Linked DNA regions of Oryzias latipes: region 1 is linked to region 2. Evidence: chromatin contacts called from public Hi-C data. All regions are on one chromosome and are shown on one strand. Each heading gives the region's core, a stretch centred on a gene start, on an enhancer-like site or on the middle of the called end of the contact. The rest is flanking DNA. Distances are from core to core; before and after follow the strand shown.

Region 1 (7,491 bases), core at 3,310-5,809, 54 kb before region 2:
TTTGTTTATTTGTAAATAAATTTGTGTTATTTTATGGAGACATTCGTTTGGTGTTTTTTGTTACACTTAAATTCAGTAGCCAAAACCTTTACTTTTTATGTTATGCCCCCCCTAGCACCCCTAGACACAAAGGGGGCGTAACAGTGCTAAAAGTCAGTAAGTTTCTGAGCATGCCTGAAGTAAATACTGTTTCTTTGAGGAAATTCACCTTAGAGGTTACCACAATCATTTTTTGTTTTTGTTGTTGGTGTTTTTGGTGACCCTGATGTCCATGTGTACCTGTTCAATACCACACAATAACTTATTTTATCATCAAATCTCCTTTATGGTTTCAGAATTGTTATAAGCAGCTCCTTCTATTAATCTATCAACTACCCCTGCTTTGTTTGCAAAGCATCCAACCCGAGCGAACGCTTTGACGAAGCCCATCCTCTGTCTTTTTTCATAACACACAAAATGTAGCTCAACATCTTCTACTCTGCCACATCAGCATTACTGGTCTCAGTAATCTCTTCTACATTACCTCTTTACCCGTCTCTGATACCTTCTATCACACACTACTGCTTCCACCTTTACAGCTAGATAAAATCTGTTGCTTCCTGTGTTTTGCACTACTGCGTGTAGTTTCCCATCCAAGGCTGTATAAAAAAATGTTCAAATGAGCAAGAGGTTTTTTAGAATAAAAAGAGACTAATTTGTGCCAAAAATAGGATTAGGACTTAAACTTCAAGAGCTCTTTGAAAGTTTTTGCTCTGAAATCTGTTTTTTCCAATACATTGCATTTATGACTGCTGTCCATTGATTTTTATTTGGAAAAACAATTAGCATTTAGTGATACATGAATTTATTTAACCCCTTTTTTTATATAAAGCTAAAATTTTTCAGTAGCTGCACCTATCACATTCATGTGTCATGTTCTTGATTCAACTTTTGGTAGTTTGATTACATTTGGTTTTGGCTTACCTTGTTGGTCATCATGTTTTCTGAAATATGTCTACTTTCAACTATTAGTTTGACTTTCAGTTTCCTCATAAAGCAGTTTTAGCCCTTGTGCATGTGTTTAATTTATACTTCACATATTTGTTCATTTACGCTCTGTTAGGCACTACACCCATGAGCAAACACCTCTGTTATGTGTTATTGTAGTACATGCAGTTCCAGATTCTGCTCTTTTTTTATATGAATATAATTTATAAAACATCTGCCTTTTTATTTTTCTTCTACCTCCTAGATCCCCTCATTTAGGTCTTTTCCATTGACTGTATAAGAGGACTGGACTGAGCGAGTCTGAAATCACCCATAGACTTCCAGCTCCAGTAAAATGAAGCCAATTCATTGACCATTTTTTTGGCGATGTTGGACCCAGACAACAGTGATTGGTCAGAGTCGGATTGAGTCAACTATTCTATGACAACTACTGCTGCCAATCAGGAGTGAGGTTGTTCGAAGTCCCCACCCCTTCCCCTTAAAGTGGGCTTGGGAGAATCTGTCAATTTATATTGTTTTAACATTGTGAAGCACTTTGTGAGTCGCTCTCTGAGAAAAGTGCTATATAAAGCTTTACTTACTTACTTGCTAAACATTTCAAACTTTCGAGGTGGGGGCCAGCGGGCACTATTGAGGCATCCGATTGGTCAGTTTATAACTTGAATAACTTGCAATGAAGAAAAAATGTCGTGAAAAAAATAGGATTAGCAACAACATGTTAAAAAAGGTAGCAGAGCAAGAATGGTTACTCTGACAAATAAAACGACGGAGTCATTGAGACTATCTTTCAATAGAAGTCTAAGGGCTTGGAGCCAGCGGACACTTCCTGTTTGGAACCCAAGGGAGGAGGGATTGCTCAGTCCAGCTCTCTTTACAGTCAATGGGTCTTTCCTCGCCTGTTCTGAAGCAGTTCATTTTTTTTTGTTTTTTGAATTGAGAATTTGAACTGCCAGTAAATGATTTTACAGATGTAGCTACTGGAAAAGCTGAACTGAAGGTATACCGTGAACTCTGAATATTTCTAAGGGACTTTGAGGGACAGTTTAAGGTTTGAGTTTTGCGTGCTTGTACTTCAAAATCAGGGTCAGAATAGGGCAAGTGGAGTCATAATTCTAGTCATATGAGAAGCATTTTTTTATATTTCAGGTACTTTAATCAGACCAGACCTGGTGGAAAAAAAAATATATAAATATTTTGGAGACACATTGTTATTGTATTTAGGCCCGATTATTGGAGTTAACATGACACAAAGCAGGAACTTAATTTCCGGTTCCATGTGAGGCCTGACGCAGTTCCCCTGCTGAAGTAAGTGTTGGGGTCTTCAGCTCCACTTTCAAGAACAAAGACAATATCCTGGAAGAGTGCATCTTGTGGCACAGAAATAAAACTGTCAACACCTGAAATAGATAAGAGATACAAAGAGAGGCAACGTGCCATTTAGTATCATTTGCTAGCAATAATGGCTGCATAGCTGAAGGAAGTAGGATTCATTTAACCAGAGCTGGCATAGGTGCAACTATCACTGATGGGAAAACAAATCATTCTTCTTGTCTGCAGAGATTTTTTTGTGTGGGAGATGTGTTGAAAAATAAATAAAATAACCTGACAGCCAAGAGTTATTCTTCAGCAAACCTAAAATGAAATCTTAAACCCGTTACATCTTTAATTAAGCTTGGTTGATGTGAAAGAGCAGCTGCTGTCAGAATATTTAAGCTACAGCCACTTCTAGAATGATTTGCTCTTCTTCCAAGAGAAAAAAACAACTGTCAGTCAGCTGAGGTGAGGAGTAATTTATTCCAGTTTCGCAAATGGTGGTATTTTCTTTGTCATGCACTGTTTAGCGGCTGCCCTCTATCACAGAAACCTGCAGTGAAAACTATTTTTTAACTCAACGATGAGAAAAAGCAAATGTCAAAATGAAGCTGAGAGGATTTTAGAGATTTCATGCTGGCTTGCCTGTGTATGGTAATCAAGTTTCATAGATTATTTTTTTAAATAGGACGGCTTTTTGAAAATGACTTGTTTCTTTGTGTCTGCTTGCAGGAATCCTCAAAACATACAGTAAGTTTACGACTTAAAACACATATAGGAGTGTGAGCATACATGATTAATGACCGCACACATCTCAGTACCCAACCTTACAGCTAGAGAGGACTCCAGACTTATTGAAAGGAGATGAGGAGTACACATCCTCCTAATCGTTCAATAAAAACCCCAAAACCAACAGGGAAGTGTTGAAAGTTTGTATTATCTGCTGTAAAGGTCAGGGTCATCCATCAAACTTGTTGAACACAATCTAAACATTTTGATAAGTACACACATTTCGGGTTACATATTTTTATAATGGAATAACATAACAAACTCAATGCTGAATGACCTATCTAGAAAGTTTTGCTTCATGGAAACATGCATTCTGACACTATAAGGAACATTACTAAACAAAAACAAAAAAGCATCTACTTTAGCAATTCCAAGCTGTGCGTTTAAGCCATGCGATCCCGAGAGGAAGGTAAGATGAAGTCTGCAGTACAAACAAATTTGAAACAGTTAAAGATGTGTGTTTCAGTGAAATACTTAATGTCTAACTTGGGAAGAAGTTAGCACCTTCAGCACAATAGAAGTCACTGTCACCAGCCTGAAACATCTATGATTTTATATCTATAGGCAAAACTGTTTTGAAAACAAAAATGTTAATGTTAACGCCCCAGTTTCATCTTTGATAACTTACATTTATCAAGGAATCTACGTTGCTACAACTTAGGACAAATAACTGGAGAAGAAGCTTGTGCTGCATTTTTTGGCAAAATTTTACGGGACTGCATTTGAAAATATAGATGGCTTTGTCTGCATGCATTTACTTATATAAAAAGGAGTTCTCTTGTCATTGTAAAGAGCCCCATCTCTTGAAACCTGTGGTGGGGGATATCAGAGCTGTGTATTGACAGCAAACAGTAAGAAAGCCTGCAATTGTAATCAGCCCACAAGAGCTTTCATGTGTCTAGTCTATTGCATGTAGAGAAGAGACACCCACAGCTCTTTTTGTGGTTTGTAGTGAGCTGCTGTTTCAAGCTTCACCTAAAGAGGCATATCACAGTTAGAGGAAGTGAACACACCACCCTTGCTTTCTCGTGAAAAACACAAATATGAAGTTCAACTTCATTTTCTTTTGGGGGAAAAACTGCCAGTCCATGGAAAGAAAAGATCCCATATAAAGTCAGGCTGTTCAAAAGATAAAAGGCGAGCTGTAACAGGCGAGGTAAATGGTTGAAAGACATTCTGAGGACTTTTAGATTGCCGAAAAGAAATTGGATTTATAATATAAAAGTGGCACAAAGCAGATTTTCAGCCTAGGGTGCCTAAACAGCTCTGCAAAATTCTTACTACAATCCAATGGTTCTGCCACTCCTTGTTTCTGTGTCTCAAGGTAAACCATAGTAATCCTCTACTTCCTTTCTGAATGAGTCCTTGGTCTCTCTGTGTTCAGAGAATGCTGACCCTGTCTGTGAGGCCTTGCACATCTGCATCATCCCCACCTTCCTCAGCAGTAGGAGGGGGAACAAGGTGAGTAGGATAGGGCATGTTTTGCTCTTGGGCATACAACTGCCAACGGCTGTCATCGCTCTCGTGGGTGATGTAACGCTCTCCAAGTTTGGTCTCCAGCTGTCGCAAGTCCAGCCACGTCTGGTAGTCCTGTGAAACGAAGTACAAACATTAGGGTGAAATTTCAGTTTAAAAGGCCATGAAATTGGATCGATATAAGAGAAGCTTTCGTGGTTTTGATGAGCCCACAGAGGACCATCCAGTAATCACTTTAGGATAGTGCCTGCTTGTCAAAGAGCTGACATAACCCGAAAATTGCAAATAGAATTTTCATCCAGTTAAGGCTGTAGTGGCAGAGTAAGTTACAAAAAACAAACAAAAAAAACAAACAAAAAATGCTCAAAACTGTTTAGCATCTATTTTCTCAGTTACAACTTCACAGAGTTGAAGAGTGTGCTCAAATCTGTTTCTTTCTTCATGAGGCAAAGACATTACTGAGGCATTCTCGCGATCTTAAGGCCCAGCTTTGTCTATGTGATAGTGTCTGCGGAGCGCTGCTGCATCCTTTATCTCTGATGAGGGATTACAGCTGCACTGAAAGCATGACGAATTGTCTTTGAGGCCAAAGGAAATCTTCACTTTTGATAAATATGTCTGAATAGTGTGCCTGTTTGAAGATGTGAGTGGTTTATTTGCAGTACCTGTAAATACGTGTGACTGAGACTTTTGTCTACACTGTAGCGCTTCCTCATCTTCACTTGCAGCAGATTGTTGATCAAGTCGATTGCTGAAAAGAAGACATTATGCCCATCATTTATATTTAAATCAATCATACACAAAAGAATTATAATTCTGTGCATATATGCATATATGCACAGATAACAGAAAGCTGTTAATGTTCCTTGCCAGGTTTTAAAATGAATAATATGACTTTATGTTATAAAAAGGCAGGCAAAGTGATGTGTACAGTTTTCATCAAAATGTATAAAAATAAATAAATTAAAAAAAACAGTAGCCAGTGGGAGCTAATTAAAATTCACTTGATTAGCTGATAATCATGGCTACCTCAATTAAAGGTTTGGCTGCTTGACTTGTGGGAACTGTTGCTGCCTGTCTGTCTTTCTCCGTGAGAAACAAAACATTCTTTCGTTTGCAAAAGTGAACTTCCAAACAGGTCAGACCACAAAATAAGGTTACCTAAATCCTACTTGCTGCGTATGTTAGATATGTCACGCACATTACTGCAGTTGATGAGGTTGAAGATTGAATCAGCGGAACTTTTTTCTTATAAAGCCTATATTTGCACTGAAAAATGTCAAAAACATTTACCGTATTTAAAAGAATTAATTTTATTCAAAACACCTTTTAGGACCATCAAAGTCACTGTACTAAAACACAACAGGTAAAATAAATTAAAAACATCTTTAAAAACAAAACAAATGGTGCAAATGAAATTATATTTTAAGATATCGCATTGTTTCTGCTGTTTTACATTGAGTTTGTCAAAAAAAAGGGTTTCTGATTGTGTGCAGCAGCACTACGGATATTATTGTTAGTTCATTTTAACACATGGTAATGGAACAAATGATTATTTATTGTTTCATAATGGCTGTGTTTAGTTTTTCACACCATAGCTATAGCTTTTTTGTTTACTTTTAATGAGGCAGAACAAGCAAAGTCCTTTGTTATTAATATTGATTCAACACAACTAAAATTTCATGATGTCGTGTGTTTACCATCTACTATACAGTGTAACAGTATGTAAACACTGGTTATATCATAATTATATGTGCATATAATTATGCTGTATTGTTAAAAATTGTTATCACGTTGAAGTTATTTAACAAAAACGTGACTTTCAGCTAAAATAAAATGTTTTCTTTTTATATTTAAAGTATTGTATCTCTGTATTAGTCTACAAGAGCTTCCTTCTTCACTGGGATCTCAATTTACCATCTTTGGAGATCTGCTTCCAGGGGTTGGGAGGGTACATGAAGGCTGCATTGTGGATCTGGTCGTTGATGTCTTCATCTTCATTAAAGGGGAATGTACCACTGAGGCTGACGTACATTATGACCCCCACTGACCACATGTCTAATGAGCGGTTGTAGCCCTGGTTCAGCAGGACCTCTGGGGCCAAGTAGGCGGGTGTGCCCACCACAGAGCGACGGAAAGATTTCTCGCCAATAATGCGAGCAAAACCAAAGTCGCACAACTTGACCTATGACAGATGAAGATGACGATTAGCAATAACATAGTTCAAATGAGTGGAAATAAATGAAGATATTTGCATTAAAACGGATTTAAAAGAAGACACGTTCGAGGGATCGCACACAAGGGTGTGAAATACCGCACTTCAGGCATAAAAATGAGAATGGTGGCAGATGTGTGTTGTGCAAATACCTGTGGGAAAGGATCTGCAGAAGCGAGCAGGACATTCTCAGGTTTTAGATCACAATGAACGATATTCTTGAAGTGCAGGTGCCTGAGGGCTAAGAGAATCTGCATGCACATTTGCACACGAATCCCCCAAACACAGGTCTGAATTAGTTCCAGGAAGCAACATGTGACATTTATTTATATGCCACACTGTAAAGTAGAAAACCTGATGCCAAGAACTGCCATATCAAGACGTTTTACCATTAACTTTATCAAACATATGTACATTAACAACTACTTGCCTTTGCACAACAACTTAGGAAATATGACAACACATATTTGGCTTGTTTCTTTGGGGCGCATACACACCTGTGTGATGAGAAATTTAGTGAGTCTTTCAGGCAATCTGCCTTTCTCACTGGAGAGGATCATCTCCAGCATGTCCCCATGCAGCTTCTCCATCACCACAAACACCTTCTCTGGGGTTTCAAACATGCACTCCAGGTTCACGATGCCCAGGTGGCGTAAACTCTGAAAGATTTTAAAAGCAGGGCAGAGGATTAAAAAAAAGGTCGTTTTTGGATC
Region 2 (7,208 bases), core at 27-2,526:
ATTCCAGACAATATGATAGATTTACACTGAAAAAGATCATTTCAATTGGTCAAATATGTGAACTATTTTTGTTTAAAAAAAAATTGTTATTTTTAAGCAAAAAAAGCATTCTACACTGCAAAAATAAACCCTCTAATAATAAGCCAAAAACAATGTTAAAACTGTTCTTTAAATAAGTGATAAAATAATAAAAAGTCTGCCAATGGCAAAGAAAAGTGAATTCTAAGAAAAAAATGTTGTTCAGCCAGACATGTTTTATTAAAATAAGATTATAATACTATTGAAACACTTTCTTGAGATTATTATAACAAGGCTCTTTTTATTTTAAGTTTTTGTAGGGTCATTGCTTTAATTTAAAAAATCTAAATCTTAGTCATGATGAAATTCAACCTTTCTTGATATTAAATGGTTGTTTTTATAGATAAAAATAAAAAAAAATATTAGATTTGTTTAAGTAATTACACCTAATTGAACGTATGAAAGGGGTTTTCCTGTGACTTCCTTATGGAGAGCAAACACTGGACCACATCTCTCTGCAGCCAAACTGTAAACATCTTCAAAGACTCTGGGATGTTATGTTAGCACACATTAGCATGCTGCTGTCATGAAACAACATGACAGCAAGGCAAAGGGGCTTTTATTTCACATTCATGGGTAAAATGAGTCCAATAAGGCTCGCAGTTTGGGTTACTCACCTCAACTCGGCAATATTGCAACTAACAAAAAGTTAACGAGAAGACATATTTACCCTCAGCTCGTCCCTCTCAGCCTCCCAGCGGTATTTCTCGGCCTGGAAACGTCCCCACTCGTACTGGATGAAATGCAGGATCCCGGGGAGCGTCAATCCCGAGTCCCCGTCCTGCGTCTCCTGAGGCGGCTGCGACGACCCGGGGACGGCCCCCGCTGTTGCCGCCGTGGCTGCAGCTGCCATGGCCCCACTCACGGCAGCTGATGTCGCCGGGCATTGTGATGCTTTGGGCCCATTAGGGTTGCGCCCCGCTCCAATGCTGCCACTGCCGCTACTATTGCCGCCGCCGCCGCCACCGCCTCCGGAGTTCGGGTTTGGTCCTCCGCCTGATCTGTCCGCCTCCATTTTACCCGTTCAACCTTCAGCCAGGATAAGGGGCTGGAGAGGGGGAATAATGCAGCAGCGAAAAATAACTAAAATAGAAACCAGTGTCCCCTTTTTATCCAACTATTCTTTACTACAAGCTACCTTCAATTCTTCCTTTCTAAGACGACAAAGTAAAATCACAATTCTCTCGGTAAAATACTACACTTCCGCTTTGGAGTTTTCAGATTAAAAGACAAAATTTCCACAAATTTTCCACAATGTAACCTTAAGAAAACATTTAACTGTGAAACTTACGGTGGTATATAAAAATGATTTCAAACCAATGGAAATACAAAATATGTCTTGTTACTTATGACTGTTGTCACTGTTCTGTTTTAAGCTATTATTTTTGCTTTTTTTGGGAACTGTTTCCTGCTCGACATGTTTGCCATTGAAAATCCGTGAGCGACTGACAAAAAAGAGACGTTTTCTGTGGTCCACAATGAGCGAGTTACCCAGGCGGTTGATTTCCTGCCATTTTGTGAGCCGGACTATTTTAAGACATTAATTTTCCACCAAGACAATCAATATATTTATTTCCGACTTTAACTTTATTTTAAATCCACTTGTCAGTAGCCACTTCATAAAACGTAACTAAGTATTTACTCTTCTTGAAATTATAGCATAAAACAAACAAACAAATAAATTCTAGTATGTACTGAGTCAATAAGATTTTACAATTGTGAAACATTAAAATGTTTTTTTTTTCACGTAACCTAATTAAATCACCCATCTGGTAGTATTCCGAGCAGATGTTTGACTCTAGTAAACGATAGAAATAATAAAACGGGATCATTGGAAAATATCACTTTATTTTGAAAGCCTTGTACCGGAAATGACGCTGCTTCTGTAAGAAGCAGACAGTATGCTAGCGTGATGCTAAGGGTTTGTAGGGGTAATTTAAGGTTGAATGTTTATTAAAAGTCTTACAAATGGCACGATGTTATTTTCATCAGATTGTGTACGTTAGTTTTTAATATTATACGATTTTAGATGACAGTTGTACAAAAAGAAATATATAATACATGTCAGCATTTGTTTCTGCAGCTACCGACCCGGTCCGGTTTGTTGTTATAACAAGCTGTGTGAATGGGACCACAAATGCCGCTGCAGTACGCTTTCTAAAGCCGATGTCATTGGCAGAGCTCTTGAAAACCTTCCGATAAGTGGCGCAGGTTGTGATCACACCATGTTCTGCATGTAGTGATGCAGATGCATCAAAATAAGGTTAGATTCTGGATTTTTGCAGCTGCATTAAGGATGTGTTCACTACATGAATGTTGTTTTTTTAATTATACCTCATGTGCAGGCTGTAGGACACATGTGTTTATTGTTTGTTACACGATAAGTGAAATATACTTATGTATTTCTTTTCTTTTGTTATATTTTCCCCTCATCCAGGAGTCCACATGGGGACTATAATAAACCAGCAAACTCAAGTTGAATTCTCGAGTTATTAGCTGCCATGCGTATTAGTTTCTGCCAAGGCCTGCTGACTGCTGCTATCGTCCTGAACCTCCTGATACTCTACTATGTATCTCGAGCCCAACAGCAGATGATGGAGAAGAGGAAAGAGCTTGGACGAGGATCCAGAAGGGCTATCCTTCCAGCCTCGGGGCTCGGAGGAGGTCTGGTGGCCGTTGGGGGGGCTGGAGGTGATCGTGGATTGGTCGGAGTCGAAGGACACGGTCGAAGTGCAAGAGTGACTGTTCTGCTCCGAGAGTTTGAGAACTTTGAAAACTTTGTGGGAGATGTGGCAAATTCTTTCCTCCATCAGCGTGCTGACCTGCCCTTCCTGGCCGTGGCTGACGTGCCTCCATATCCTCCTTTGGTGCTTCCCGACGGCGCCCGGCTTCTTGTGCTCTCCCCCAGCCCGGACCAGCCGCCCCAAGCTCACAGGCCAGAGTTTCATGTCCAGACAGAGTTTGTGTTTCTGGTCCCTGATGGGGTGGAGCTGGAACAACCTCGGGTGATAGAGAGGCTCATCAGGGAGCTAGAAGGCGAGGGCGGGGGTCCTGTGCGGATGGTAGCTGCACCCGTGTTGGTCCGGTCCGCCGTGCAGTGTCTCCACCTGCGAGTGAACCTCAGGGAGTGGACGGCCACCTACTCGCCGGCGGCGTCTGGAAGCAGTGGGAGCGTCTGTACTGCATTACAAGGAGATGCTGTGGTCCTGATGCGCACAGAGGATCTCTTTAACCTCTCTGTCCCTCTGGGCCGCCCTCTTTTTCCAGCACTTTTCATCCAAACTGCCCTGAGGGGTTGGAAGGTCAAACTGCTGGAAAGCCCTTGTTTTTCAGCAACCCACCGTCCACTTTTCAGCTCCGCACACAACCAGTGGAAAGCAGACACTCGAATGAAGGAGGCTACAGGCAAGCTCATGAAGGGTTTTGGTGTAAAGCGCCTCCTGCTGTCTGATGGGAAGGAGCAGTGGTTTGGCTGTAGTAAAGAAACCCCCCGCTGCTTCGGCACTGTACAGGATGACACCCCAGACTACCTTTATTTAGAGCGCTGGACACCCCCTTGCTGCTTGCGAGCGCTCAGAGAAACCACAAAGTACGTCATCAACATCCTGGAGAGTTCTGGCGTGCGCTACTGGCTCGAAGGCGGTTCTCTGCTCGGGGCTGTTCGCCACCAAGACATTATCCCGTGGGATTACGACGTGGACCTGGGGATCTATCTGGAGGATGTGCCCAACTGTGATCATCTGAAGAACCTGGATTCGGGCTCTCTGGTAGATGCTAATGGTTACGTGTGGGAGCGCGCTGTGGAAGGAGACTTTTACCGAGTCCAGTACAGTGAGGCCAACCACTTGCACGTTGACCTCTGGCCTTTCTATTCGCGCAATGGCGTCATGACCAAAGACACATGGACAGACCACAAGCAAGATGTGGAGTTCCCAGAACATTTCCTGCAGCCGCTGGTGCCCATGCCTTTTGCCGGCATCACAGCTTTTGGCCCCAACAACCATAAAGCTTTCTTGGAGCTCAAGTTTGGGGAGGGGGTGATTGAGAACCCCCAGTACCCCAACCCAGCTAAAAAGAGGCTGGACAGAAGCAAGTTATGAGTGTAAATAAACTTTTGCATGAACTTTTACTGCGGAATTGTCCAAAAAAAAAAAATCTTCTTTAGGTTGTCTTCAAAAAATGTTGCCACAAAATCCAACAAAAATGGTGCCAGGATGACTGCTGATATAACAAAATTCTTTATTAGCAAAAATTATTCAATTATATTTTTGTTTTTACGTGTTTAATTGTGTGGTTTTTCTCCGTTGGGAGGCTTTTACTGCATACTTGAAAAATGTCAGTCCAAACTGAAGTGTATGTTTACGCAAACGGAACTTGTTTTACTGTATTATGTGTGTAAGAAAGTGTTTAAAGTTGAGAAATAAATTAAATTATTCCGATATTAGTTTTTACATTATAAGCTGAGAGGTATAAAGCTGTTACTAACATTGCCACCAAATATTTTAAAATTTGTCAATAATGTTGCCTTTTGTCCAGACTGCCTCTTTTTTTATATTTATTTGATCTACACACAGTTTATGAATGTTATACCAAAACCGTTTGGTATTAAGTATTTCTATGAACGCATTTGCAAAACGAAAAGAGACGTGTTGATGTGCAAAAAAATCCATAGCTATTATACAGAAGACCATGATAAAAAAAAAAGAAAGTGTGCCAGACTTTGGTGTTTCATGTTGTGGGTTTTATATGCTACAATTTACATTTCAGTACCAATTTTCCATTCATCTTAGTTTTATTTGCCTTTTTAGGCCACATTTTATGTTTAAATGTTTTGGAATGTAGTCATAATAATACAACCAGTATTCTGATTTGGCCTAGGTTTCCCATCTCTATTTATAAAGAGGGTCTCAAAGCTACATTTTGTCCTTTTTTTCTTATTGTAGTGTTTTTATTTTTGTTTGTTTCGTCTCTTGTGGATCTTTGTAACAGGCCTTTTTTAACTCATTAATACCTCCAAACTTGTGTTGCATATGGAACCTGTGTATGCAAACCTGTGTTTGGCTCAGGTGGTAGAGCGGGTCGTCCAGGAACCGAAAGGGTTGGCGACTCGATCCCTGCTCTCTGCAGCCAGCTGTCGGCTCCCGAGCGCGGCACGTCTGCAGCTCACTGCTCCCCAAGGGGATGGGTCAAATGCGGAGAACAATTTCAAATAAAAGTAGAATGTATTATTTAGTTATTAATGTATGTTCTTACTAAGCTCAAATGTTTTGCAACTTGCACCTGATAAAATGGGAGGAACTGCTCTGTTTGAAGCTAAGAAACCGTTTTTATGTCAGTCAAAAGTCTGCAGAAAAATACCAAACTTCTCTTTATCTCCGGTGAATTAAAAAATAATCATTTTACTTCTATTACTGGCTGTGACACACGGAATTTAAAAAAATATTTAATTGTAAAAAAACAAATTAAAAAGCATCGTTTTCAATTTGTCGTGAGGACTGGTCAAATTAGTGTCAAAGTGTACCCTGTTCTGAACACTAGGTGGCACAACAACAGCAGGAATTCTAATGAAACAGGAAGTGCGGGGGAAACCGGAAATAAGCGTGTGTGTGTGTGTGTGTTTTTTTTTTAATCGGTTTCACAAGTTGTGTAATAATTTCACAATTCTTCTTTCTTTCTCGTGTGAATTAAACCGGAAATATTCCTAGATGTATGTTTACATTTTCATTCATTAAAATGAGCCCATTAGTTATCATCGGGAGTGTAGAGTATTTTTTACTTGCAAAAAGCACGTGTCGGCCAAATCTAGCGCACTTCAACAAACAAGTTGAAGTACGTGTTTGGAACCACATCTGAAATAAAAACAAGGAGAAACGAAAAAAACTAAAAATAAGGGACTTTTATTATTTTTACTTAATGACTGTACATTCTGATTTTCATTTTTAGAAAATAAAGCCTCATTTTAATAAATTAATTGCAGCTACCATGGGCAACACAAAGAAAGAACACATTCATATGTGATCCCTCAGAGAGGAATGATAACTTTACAGTTAAAAAAAACCCAATCAAATTAAACTCACCAGCATCTGCTAGAGATTTCTTTGGACTTTGATTAGAAATATATATATATATATATATATATATATATATATATATATATATATATATATATATTTATATATATTTATATATATATATATATAAATGTGACAAACACATGGAAACCTAAAGTATTAATAGTACCTCACATTTGTTGCAAATATACAGAGATAATGACACCTGTCTACCCTATTACAGAAAAAAAAGAAAATCAAGCGTCCATACTTTTTACAAAACTTGACATACCATTTTTCTGATGTTGCATAGAAATCTCTGCCAGAGAGCACTACATTCCATACACTCATACATGTCCCTAAACATCACATAAATTCTGACACGCCATCCTTCGATAGGTTCCTGGAGCAAACAATGTATGTTTATGAGAGTTTTTTTGGTCTTAGAATATTTAAGTAGTAGTTAAACAACGTAGTAATAAAAATCAACATTGACACATTTGAAGCCGGTGTGCATAATGCTCCTTCATTTGGTTGTGAGATTCCAGCAACTAAGCTTAAATCATTTTGCTTTTGAACAGTCTATTGCTCTGTGTCAACATGGGAAAGGCATCAACATCAGAGAATCATTGGTTCAGTTTTAGATTATTCTAAAACTTTTATGACGGGATGGGATGCTAGAAAAGCAATGTCACATTCATAAAGCTATTATCTTTTACAGCCTTTTGTCCATTTTCATGCAGGTGTATGACATCTATGCTTTGAGATTTCATAAACATAAAATTCTAAGCTGGTTATATGCCATATAACAATTTAAATCAAGCTTTTTCCAGCTCTTTTCCCCCTGGTATTGATGACCTCGTACTTTTAACACAATCATTATGGATGATGTAAATAAACCATGCAAGTTCATCACAACCTCTTCAAAAATTGACATGTTGCAAATGTGTTGCCCCTTTTTTGTTTCATTAATCCTGCAGATTTTAGGTTTTGAAACTTGTAAAAAAAAAAAAAAAAATCAGAAACCTGGTCACTTAGAGAAGTCATTGTGTTTGATAATCTTCTTTCCTAACTATAATC

The links. Hi-C and Micro-C count contacts between places; a contact is called where the count stands out from the background.
Region 1: a Hi-C map of embryo shows a contact between it and region 2, with 2.1 times the contacts expected there. The contact joins the enhancer-like site here to the promoter of strn4 in region 2. A contact is called at or near these places in 3 of 5 Hi-C or Micro-C datasets (all in embryo).

What each region holds. Positions count from the first base shown.
Region 1 is chr13:14,905,904-14,913,394 of ASM223467v1, reverse strand. prkd2 (serine/threonine-protein kinase D2) reads right to left here. Exons shown (of 19, transcript XM_011482554.2): 15 at 7,276-7,437; 16 at 6,931-7,029; 17 at 6,481-6,748; 18 at 5,229-5,314; 19 at 3,216-4,677. The coding sequence ends at 4,468. Among protein-coding and RNA genes, the nearest start is that of LOC101161496, 12 kb to the left of the region's middle. Within about 2 kb of position 4,559, at least 1 of the 8 cell types and tissues checked has an H3K27ac peak or open chromatin away from gene starts, as enhancers often do. A contact at or near this core is called in embryo, where this site is marked.
Region 2 is chr13:14,849,092-14,856,299 of ASM223467v1, reverse strand. strn4 (striatin-4) reads right to left here and starts at 1,276. Exons shown (of 18, transcript XM_011482555.3): 1 at 749-1,276. The coding sequence starts at 1,093. It overlaps fkrp (fukutin-related protein), which reads left to right and starts at 1,936. Exons shown (of 2, transcript XM_020708262.2): 1 at 1,936-2,075; 2 at 2,516-5,828. The coding sequence starts at 2,580. The coding sequence ends at 4,178. slc1a5 (neutral amino acid transporter B(0)) reads right to left here. Exons shown (of 8, transcript XM_004075403.4): 8 at 6,634-7,208.